2 separate regions of the Macaca mulatta genome follow, and region 1 is linked to region 2. The links are chromatin contacts, called in public Hi-C maps. All regions are on one chromosome and are shown on one strand. The core of a region is the stretch at or near the end of the contact, and the rest is flanking DNA. Distances in the headings are between cores, read along the strand shown.

The links. Hi-C and Micro-C count contacts between places; a contact is called where the count stands out from the background.
Region 1: a contact with region 2 is called in a Hi-C map of fetal cortical plate, with 1.9 times the contacts expected there. The contact joins the promoter of LACTB here to the promoter of TPM1 in region 2. A contact is called at or near these places in 7 of 14 Hi-C or Micro-C datasets (CD4 T cells, blood, cortical neurons and 4 more).

The regions. Positions count from the first base shown.
Region 1 is chr7:40,454,320-40,459,309 of T2T-MMU8v2.0, reverse strand. It overlaps LACTB (lactamase beta), which reads right to left and starts at 3,078. Exons shown (of 6, transcript XR_003731268.2): 1 at 2,647-3,078; 2 at 2,173-2,239.
Region 2 is chr7:40,387,121-40,392,257 of T2T-MMU8v2.0, reverse strand. TPM1 (tropomyosin 1) reads right to left here and starts at 3,755. Exons shown (of 9, transcript XR_013395649.1): 1 at 3,559-3,755; 2 at 2,342-2,467.

The DNA.
Region 1 (4,990 bases), core at 1,829-4,328, 68 kb before region 2:
GAAAAAAGCCTGGCATGGTGGAATACACCTGTAGTCTCAGCTACTCGGGAGACTGAGATGGGAGAATCATCTGAGCCCAGGAGTTTGAGACTGCAGTGAGCCAAGATCACACTACTGCATGCCAGCCTGGGCAAAAAAGAGACCTTGTCCAAAAAATAAATAAATAAATAAATAAATAAATAAATAAATAAAAGACAGAAAACCAAGATCTGAAAAGAAATAAAAGGAATACAATGACTATAAAATTGTATAATTGTAAATATCTAAAAAATATTTGCATAAAGTCCATAAAGCTGACATTTATGTAATTTTTGATTACGAGATTTATCATAAATTAGGTATAATGATCAGACTATACTTATACTTGAAGGAAGAATCATTTTCCTTTTTTAAAAAATTTTAAGCCAGGCGCTGAGGCTCATGCCTGTAAACCCAGCACTTTGGGATGCCGAGGCAGGCGGATCACCTGAGGTCGGGAGTTTGAGACCAGCCTGACCAACATGGAGAAACCCCATCTCTAATTTTTGTAAAAATACAAAAATTAGCCAGGTGTGGTGGTGCATGCCTGTAATCCCAGCTACTTGGGAGGACGAGGCAGGAGAATTGTTTGAACCTGGGAGGCGGAGGTTGTGGTGAGCTGAGATTGCACCATTGCACTCCAGCCTGGGCAACTAGTGAAACTCCAAAAAATAAAAATAATTAATAATACAATAAAATTTTTTTTTTTTTTATAGAGACACAGGTGTCACTATGGTGCCTGAGCTCGTCTCAAACTTCTGGCCTTCAGCGATCCTTCCTCCCCGGCCTCCCTAAGCACAGGGATTACAGGCGTGCACCACGTCGACTGGCTCATTTTTCTTCAAATTCAAACCCCTACTGCTTCCATCAACTTACTGCCTTTAAATGGCATATGAAACTTTTTTTTTTGAGACAGAGTCTCGCTGTTGCCCAGGCTGGAGTGCAGTGACATGATCACGGCTCACTGCAAACCTCCACCTCCCAAGTTCAAGCGATTCTTGTGCCCCAGCCTCCCGAGTAGCTGATATTACAGGCACGCACTAGCATGCCTGGCTAATTTTTTGTGTTTTCAGTAGCGACAGGGTTTTGCGACGTTGCCCAGGCTGCTCTCGAACTCCTAAGCTCAGGCAATCCACTTGCCTCTGCCTTTCAAAGTGTTAGGATTACAGGCGTGAGCCACTGCACCCGGCCTGAAACATCATTTTCTAAAAGTACAACTCCTAGAAACCTAGGATGACCAATTAGATCAATTTCTGTGCAATAGAGAAGTTATGAAAAATAATTCCTTGATAAAAGTATCATAAAATGAATAGAAATCCCTCTCCCTAAGTTTCTTGCCTTTTGTTTGAAAAAAATAGTTGACATCTCTGCCTGGTAAAAAGTCTAAGAAAGTAGGCTGAAAAGTCATTAAAGACAAGGAATAGTGTATAACCCCAGTACTTAGTACTCTGCCTTTTACAGAAGAGAGGACTCAACAAATTGTTAACTTAATTAAAAAACAAAAATTCACAAATTCTGAGTTTTATCTACCCATAAGTGTTACCTACAAGTACTCAATTAATGGATTGTTCTACACAGTAGTCACCCCTTATCTGTGGTTTCGCTTTCCTCAGTTTTAGTTATCCATGGTCCGAAACTATTAAATGGAAAATTCCAGAAATAAACAATTCTTAAGTTTTAAATTGCATGCCACTCAGAGTATTGTTGTGACTGTTCTATTTTATTTTTATTGTTAACCTCTTACTATGACTGATTTATAAATTAAACTTTATCATATGTATATATATATGTAAGAGAAAATATAGAATATACAGGGTTCAATACCATCCACGTTTTCAGGCATCCACTGAGGGTCTTGGAATATATAAGGATAAGGAGGGACTACTGTACACAACTTTCAGACCAATAAATTCAGTCCTAAGAGAAAAGTGGGAGTGGATAGAAGCAAGCCATCTTTATGACTCCAATTTATTAGTCACATTTTAAGCCTTACTGTGATTTAAAGACACCTGATTCTTTATTATGTTAGATGTTTTCTCCACAATATGCATCGTTTTAAGTAAATGCAATAGCATTTCATGGGATCCACTCTAACCAGTAAAACAATATTTTATTTACCAACTGGCACAGAACAAAACAATTTTCTGAACCCACCTTCTGACCAGACTTCTTTTCCATCTACAGAAACTCCAACCACTATGCCCGGTGCTCCCACCTCATCCTAAGACCGAAGGGAAAGAACTGACAGTTAGAGGCCTGCTGAAAAAAGCCCAGATCACTCCTCGAAGACCTTCCAAGGCCCCGCCCCCAGAGCCTGGGCCCCGCCCCCTCCAGCCGGGCCCCGCCCACCTCGTCCCAGGCCATGCTCACTCACTCACAGCAAGCGAGGTGCCTGTCCGCCTCCTAGGGGGAAGGGGCGGTCCCCGAGACAGGCGGTGACCTCCGCCCAGATTTGGGGAACCCCCAAGAGCGTCTGACCATGGCTCGGCGGTGGGGAAATGGGAAGTCTTTCTCGGAAGCCGATCGCGGGCACCCCGCCGCCCCGGGTGGGGTCCACTCAGCCCCCGACAGCACCGCCGAGAGGGGTGGGTCCCCGGCCGCCTACGTCCCTCGCCCCAGTGGCCGCACCTTGATCCTGTGCAGCAGGTCGCGGCTGCTCTCGATGGCTCTGGCGAAGCCCCTGGAGTGGGGCGGCGCTGGGGTCTGCGGAGACCACGGGGCGAGGGACTGCGCCTGTGGCGGCTCGGCCAAAGGGGACGCCTCAGGGTCGGGGGCCGCGGGGGACTGCGCCGGGGCCGCGCCCCTCAGCCCACCCGCCAGCTTCACCCCGAGCGCCAGCCCCAGCCCCAGCCCGAGGCCCCCGACCCAGCCGTGGCCGAGCGGCGGCAGCCCGGCGCGCTGATGGACCCCGCGTCGTCCGCAGCTCGAGGCCAAGCCCCCGGGGGCGGCAGCCCGGACAGTCACTGCTGACAGGAGCCGGTACATGGCGTCTCTGTACAGCCGGCCGCCACCGAACTCACGCAGACCCGGCCGGCCGCGGCTCGGGGCGGAGGGAAGGACAGGGGGCGGGACGGGGGCGGGGACCGCGGTCAGACCCTAGCAGTCGACGCCTGACGACCCGAGCGCCGATCGCATCGAGCCCTTCCTCCTTTGCCTTTTCTTGTCTCTTCGTTGTTTTTCCTATCTTTCTGTCTCTCTTTCCTTTTTTTTCCTTTGCTTACCCTCAGATCAAGCGTCACCTCCAAGAAGCCTTCCTAGTTCCCGTCCCATGGGCGTTCTCGCCCTAACCATCTTGCCCCTCAGTGTGCACACTTCCTTAACAACAGTTAACACTTTGTATCATTTAACTACTTGTCAGATTCCTTACCAGACTGGGACTTCTTTGGGGAGCCTAGAAGAAGTTTTGGATCCTCAACTTCTGGAACAGCGCAGGGCACGCAGTAGACGCTCAGCAGGCGTCTCCTTTCCCTTTAGAGATGCTTTTCTCCTTTCCTTTCCCTTTCTCCTTTCCTCTTTTCTCTCTCTTGCCATCTCCCTTCTTTATGTCTCATTTCAGCTCCACCCATTTCCCTAAAGCTGTTTTAAAATCTATTGCTTCTGGAATTCTAGCTCCACACCACACCAAAGATATGAAGTTACAAACAGACCTTTTATTACCTTTCACTCTTGTTGTCCAGGCTGGAGTGCAATGGTGCCATCTCAGCTCACCGCAACCTCCACCTCCAAGGTTCAAGCAATTCTCCTGCCTCGTCCTCCCAAGTAGTACCTTATCTCTTTCTGCAGCGATTTCTTTAGAAGAAGGAATGTTCTTCTACAGCTTCTTCTCGCCACAAGTCCTGTCTTACTATATCTCAGTTTAGTGTATGCTATTAACCACATTAACAAGCTAAAAAAGAAAAATCACATGATCATATCAATTTATGTGAACGTATCAATCATTAGGCAAAACACATTCATGACCGAAAAAACTCTTGGAAAAACAGGAATAGAGAAAAACTTCTTCAACTTGATAAAGAACTTCTAACAAAAAAATCTGCTAACATTATGTTTAGTGGGAAAGACATACGAAGCAAGTATGTCCACTCTAATCATTCTTATTCAACAAGGTGCTAGAAATGATATCGAGTGCAATAAGGCAAGAAAGAAAATTAAAAGCACACAGATCAAAAAGAAAGAGATAAAATTGTCCTTATTTGCAGATGCCATGATTGCTTACATAAACAATTTTAAAGGAGCAGGCACGGTGGCTCATGCCTGTTAATCCCAGCACTTTGGGAGGCCGAGGCAGGCAGATTGCTTGAGGCTAGGAGTTTGAGACCAGCCTGGCCAACATGACAAAACCCTGTCTCTACTAAAAATACAAAAATTAGCTAGGCATGGTGGTGCATGCCTGTAGTCTCAGCTACTCGGGAGGCTGAGGCACGAGAGTCACTTGAACCCAGGAGGCAGAAGTTGCAGTGAGTTGAGATCACGCCACTGTACTCCAGCCTGGGCAACAGGGCAAGACTCCATCTCAAAAAAAAAAAAAAAAATCTTAAAAGGCAAAGAAAAACCCAACACCTCCTAAAATTAAAATATGTGTCCAGCAAGATTTAGGATACAATATAAGCATAAAATATCAATTATGTTTCTACGTGCTAGCAATAAACTTGTGGAAAAGTTTAATTAAAAAAATAAAGATGGCCAGGCATGGTGGCTCACACCTGTAATCCTAGGACTTTGGGAGGCCAAGGCAGGCAGATTGCTTGAGCTCAGGAGTTCAAGATCAGCCTAGGTAACATGGTGAAACCCCATCTCTACAAAAAAATACAAAAATTAGCCAGGTGTGGTGGTGTGCGCCTGTGGTCCCAGCTACTTGAGAGGCTGAGGTGAGAGGATCACTTGAGCCCAGGAGGTTGAGGCTGCAGTGAGACAACATTGCATCACTGCACTCCAGCCTGGGTGACAAAGTGAGACCCTGTCTCAAAAAAAC
Region 2 (5,137 bases), core at 2,506-5,005:
ATAATAATAAAAAAAATGTAAAAGTGTTTTACACTGGTGAACAATGATAGTAAAATGTCCTAATCCCAAAGGTAATATGATTCCACCTCAGGAAACTGACTTCTCCCTCACCCCACTTCTCCCTTTTTCTAGTGACATCTGTCTCTTCCTCCTCAAGTTCTGACTATTTTGTAATAAATAAAAGCTACCACTCTGAATACGGTCATGCACCACATAATGATGTTTCGGTCAACGAGGGGCTGCATATATGAGAGTAGCCTCATAAGATTATAATAGAGCTAAAAAATTCCTATGGCCTGGTGATTTGTCTTACAATTGTTGACAGTATTCAGTACAGTAACATGCTGTACAGGTTTGTAGCCTAGGTGTTTAGTAGGCTATACCCTCTAGGTTTGTGTAAGTACTATACACTGTATGGTGTTTTCACAATGAAGAAATCACCTAACGACACATGTCTCAGACTTTATCCCCCTTCGTTAATCAACAAATGACTGTATAGCATTTCTTCACTAACTTCTTCAATATTCCTACGGGCTCCAAACTCCAGACAACCTAAAGTGTCCTAAAAGGGAATGTGATCAATACACTACCAAAAAAACCATATATACCAGATTTAGGGGCAGTTCCCCAGTGGGAAAAATAAGCAAAACAAGATCCAAGAAGGTCCCTCCCCTGCTGCTTCCCACACCAGCTGACTTTAAATAACTTCTTTTCCATTTCTGCCCCACCCCATTCCAGTGCTCCCTTCAACAAGACTTTTCAATAAAGACATGTTAGCACTGCATAGTTATAATAATTATTAACCTTTTTTTTTTTTTTTTTTTTTTTTAAGAATTGTAGTAACCTTTTTCTCCCTCTTTTGCCTTCAGTCTTACTGGGCTATTTTCAAATTCTCTGCATTCTTTTCCTTATAAGGACTATCTTTCCTTGATCTATCAGCAGCTCTTTTGAAAAAGCTAAATAAACGTCCTGCTGGAGAATTTGCGGGAGGCAGGCATCTTTCATTTAGCCATATATAGAGCAGGCATCTGATCTGCATTATACAAAGTAGGCTCAGAGTTATATATGGTTTTTGGCTCTTTTTCCAAAGCCAGGTAGTTTATAATTTAAATGTTTTAGCGAAATCAGTGCTTCCCCCAAATCCCCTTTCCAGGAACCTTTTCACTGAAAATTTCTTTTTGTCAGATTCTAAATGTCCTCTCTGGATTTCTCATTTACAAAGCACACCTGGACATACATCTCAAGCCTTTCATTCTACAAAGGCCTTTACTAATTTCAAGACCTGAGACCCTTCAGTTATTTGCATGTTACTTTCATATAAAAAAGTCTGCTGTTGCCCTTGGTGTTTCAACTGCTGGCATAGCTTTCCCTGTGCTCACGCATTCTTGGAATTGTTACCAACTTCCCAAGGAATTCTTTTCTAATTGGGCCTCTAGGCTTAATTAGCTTTTAGCATGGAATCCAATGGTGTGAAAAGAAATTGGTCCTTTGGCTTGACTTTCTGAGGCAGAAGAGGCAAGCCCTCAATTAAAAAGCTTCCAAAGGGCAGTGGACAAAGAGCTTAGGAGGGCCTTAGCTGTGTGCATCACCCCTGCAACTATGTGGCGGTTGTCAAAAGGCTGACAGGTGGGGGCGGGGCCAGCAGGAGGGGCAGGGGGCAGCTAGCTCACTATACCATATAAAGCACTGAGCTATATATAACTCACAGCTTACTTTCTGGACCTAGTGCCTTCAGACTGCAGACCCAAGCAAGTATCATCTTCCCAGGCAGATCTTAAGGGGTGGATTAAGGCTTACGCTAGTGAGAAAGGAAGCCTCAAAGTGTCTCTGTGCCTCACCATGAAGTGCAACCTTCTAAGTAAAAGTACCATTGTGTCATTTCTTTCATTTAGAGGCCAGGTTCTCTGAGCCCTGACTAGACCCACCACCAAAATCCAGAACTTCCCACCCACTGGAGAGGGCAAAAGGAAAGAAAGTGAAGAAAACCTGGCATTCTCTCCACAAAGCTTGGTGACGACATCTCAGGGTTTTCTGCCACCAGGGAAGTGAAGTTCACCTCCAGAGTCCAATTTCAGCTGCTCTATTCTCCCAGCCTCTCATCTACCCACCTCCACCCCCAGGGAGGTAAAGGAAAGGAGAAGAAGAGAGGAGTGGATGAAATATAAATGAATGTGTGCAGTAGCAGTCAGAGGCGGCATCCAATGCTCTGGGCCATGGCAGGGCTGTGTGCAGGTGTCCCGCAGGAGAAGGTAACCTTCCTCCATTGCTCTCCAGCCCTGTGGTGACCGCAGAGTGGCCACGCAGGCAAGAGGTGAGGGAAGCAGTGTGAGCGTGCACTTACGTCGGTGGCCTTTTTCTCTGCCAGCTCCAGCTTCTCCTGGGCATCTTTGAGAGCCTCAGAGTATTTGTCCAGTTCATCTTCGGTGCCCTTGAGTTTCTTTTGCAGTGACACCAGCTCATCTTCCAGCTGGGATTTGGCCAGGGGGTACGGGGAGGGAGGGGGGTGCAGCAGGCAGCGTGATCCCGAAGGGGAGGGGTGTGGGTGCACAGAACCAGAAGGACAGGGACAGCGGGAGAGACAGAGGGAAAGACAGGGAGAGAGAGAGAGAGAAAGAGAAAGAGTTAGCCATTCGTGCGCCACGCTGTGCCGCGCGCCCCGGGTACCTTGGCGGCGGCCTCCTCGGCGGCCAGGAGGCTGTCCTCCGCCTTGTGCAGCTCCTCCAGCACCCGGTCCCGCTCGTCCTCCGACACCCGCAGCAACTTCTCCTTGGCCGCGATGTCCTCCTCGAGCTGGGGGCAGCGGCGGGCGGGCGCGGGCGGCCGGCACGGACCGGGTGTTAGACACACACAACACACGGGCATCGGGTTGACTGGGGCCCCTGGGGCTCGGGGCACCGCCGCCGAGATGGAGTGCAAGGGACCCAAGGTAACTTTCTCTTTACCCGAGCTGGAACCGCTCCAGGGCTCACCCCGCACACCCACCTGCCCTGGGAGGAGACTTCTGCCGAGGTCTCAGCGGGCTCAAGTCCACTACTTGGGGACACAGAAGAACGCCACTGCTGGCCTGGCTTTCGGGCTGTAGCCTCCATTCCGTCCCATCTTTGTTCTTTGGTAACAACTCCACGACTCCCCTTTCCTCCCCAAGTTTAACGTTCCTTTCTCCCCAGTCAAAAGTCAAATAACTTATAACACTTGAATTACTCGACACCCTTTCTCCATCCCGCGCCCTTCCTTCAAACGTCCCCAGGAACCGGGTGTCCTCCTCCCTGCCCCAAACTGATTCCCAGTCCTGAGAATAAAGCGCCTCTAGGACTTGACTTCGCGGGTCATGGGAACCAGAGAAGGGAAATAAGCGTCCTCAGATCAGACTACAAAGTTAGACTAAGCCTGGCTTTTGCATTTCCCTTCCTTCTTTCCAGACGCGCGCCCTGGCCGCCCTGGGTGGTGGTGGGGGTAGGGTGGTATCTCCCCGAGTCCTCGGGGTGGGGATCCAGCCGGGGGTGCCAGGCTCGGGTCCCCGCACTCGGGGCGCGGGTTCAGGGCCGGGGAGGCGCAGACCTGCTTGCTCCTGTCTTCCGCCGCCTTCTTGTCGGCCTCCGCCTGCTCAGCTCGATCCAAGGCGTTCTCCTTGTCGAGCTTCAGCATCTGCATCTTCTTCTTGATGGCGTCCATGGTGGCGGCTGCGAGGGGCCCTGGGGCTGCGGCAGGAGCGGCGGGGCGAGCGCGCGATCGGGCGGAGGAGCGGGAGTGCGAGCGCGGAGCCGCCTGCTGCTCCCAGATATGTACTTTCCCAAGGGGGCGACCGCATTCCTCAAGACAGCCAATACTTTTTTGGAAAAGCTTTTTTCTCCTGCCCCCCTTCCTCCTCTCCTCCCTCCGCCCCGTGCCCCCTCCCCGCTCCTCCCGCGGGGGCTGCTCGCCCATTCGCTGCCGGCCGCCGGCCTCCCAGTTGACGGTGTATATGACTATATATGGGGACCCGAGCAGCCGAGTCGGCTGCCGAGCAAGGCCGCCCTGTTTCTAAACCTGCGCGCCAGGGAGAGGGCGTTGGGGCCGAGCCGAGGCTAAGGCGCAACCCTCTTCCCTCCGCGCCCCCTTCTCTCAGGGCCGACACCCCGCCATTTGGATCCCCAGCCGAGCCCGCTGTGAGCCGCCGGAGGCTGGGAGAGCGCGGGCCAAGTGGTGGATGCGCGTCGCCCCCCTGGGCCGTCCCCCGGCGCGCTGAGCCAAAGGCCGGGAGGCTTCCCAGCCGTGCCGCACCCCGCGTCAGGGCCGGTGCGCTCTCGGCACCCGCCAGCGCCTCCCAGGCAGCTCTCAGCCAGCCAGGTGTCATCCTGGGCGCTCACGCTCTGGAAACTCAACTGAAACAGAGAAAGGGAGAACGTGGGAGAAAGCCTGGGGCGGCTTCTGAGACTTTCTCTGCGGGCGCGGGTCAGAAAGGCAGGGGGCGGCACAGCGACAGCACACGGAGTCTTGTTTTCTGCGTGCCCTTTCCCCCAGCGGAGGTGACAGTCAAATACTTTAGGGACACAGGACTCAGTGGCGTACTTCTGTGCTTGCTGTGCGGTGCCTCCAAAAAGGTGTACGTGTGTACGTGTGTACGTGTGTGTGTGCGGGTGGCAGTTTAAGGGGAAAGAACATTGAGTTTAGACTCACGCAACTTGGTCTGTGGTCTCTACTCTGCCACCAGCAACTGTGTGAACTTGTTTGCTGCCCGCGGCTTTCTCAACTTTAAATCTAGGGTGTAGATGATCTCCGAGGTCCCTCCAGATCTAACTTGTTATAATTTTTCTTGCACTGATTTTAGGGAGTCGGCCTTTCCATGTTAGATGCTTAGGTGCCAGGTTTCGGAAAACGTGGGATCGGCGTTATCCCGGCTAAGTCATTGCATCCGCAGCCGCAATTCTGAGGAGGGAGCAGGCCCGGCTTTGCCATGTGAGCTGTGCTTGGAAGCGGGAGGATTTTTCCCCCAACACTTCTTATTTTGAACTCTACTGCTCCCATCCCCCAAGGGGGAAAGCCTGCTTTTTTTCAGAGCTTCAGTGGGAGGGGAGGAGAGAGGGCTGCCCCCAAGCCCTGAGCTCAGCTGAGGCACGGTTGGTGAGGGTCTTGTTAACAGTCCCCACAGAATAATTCA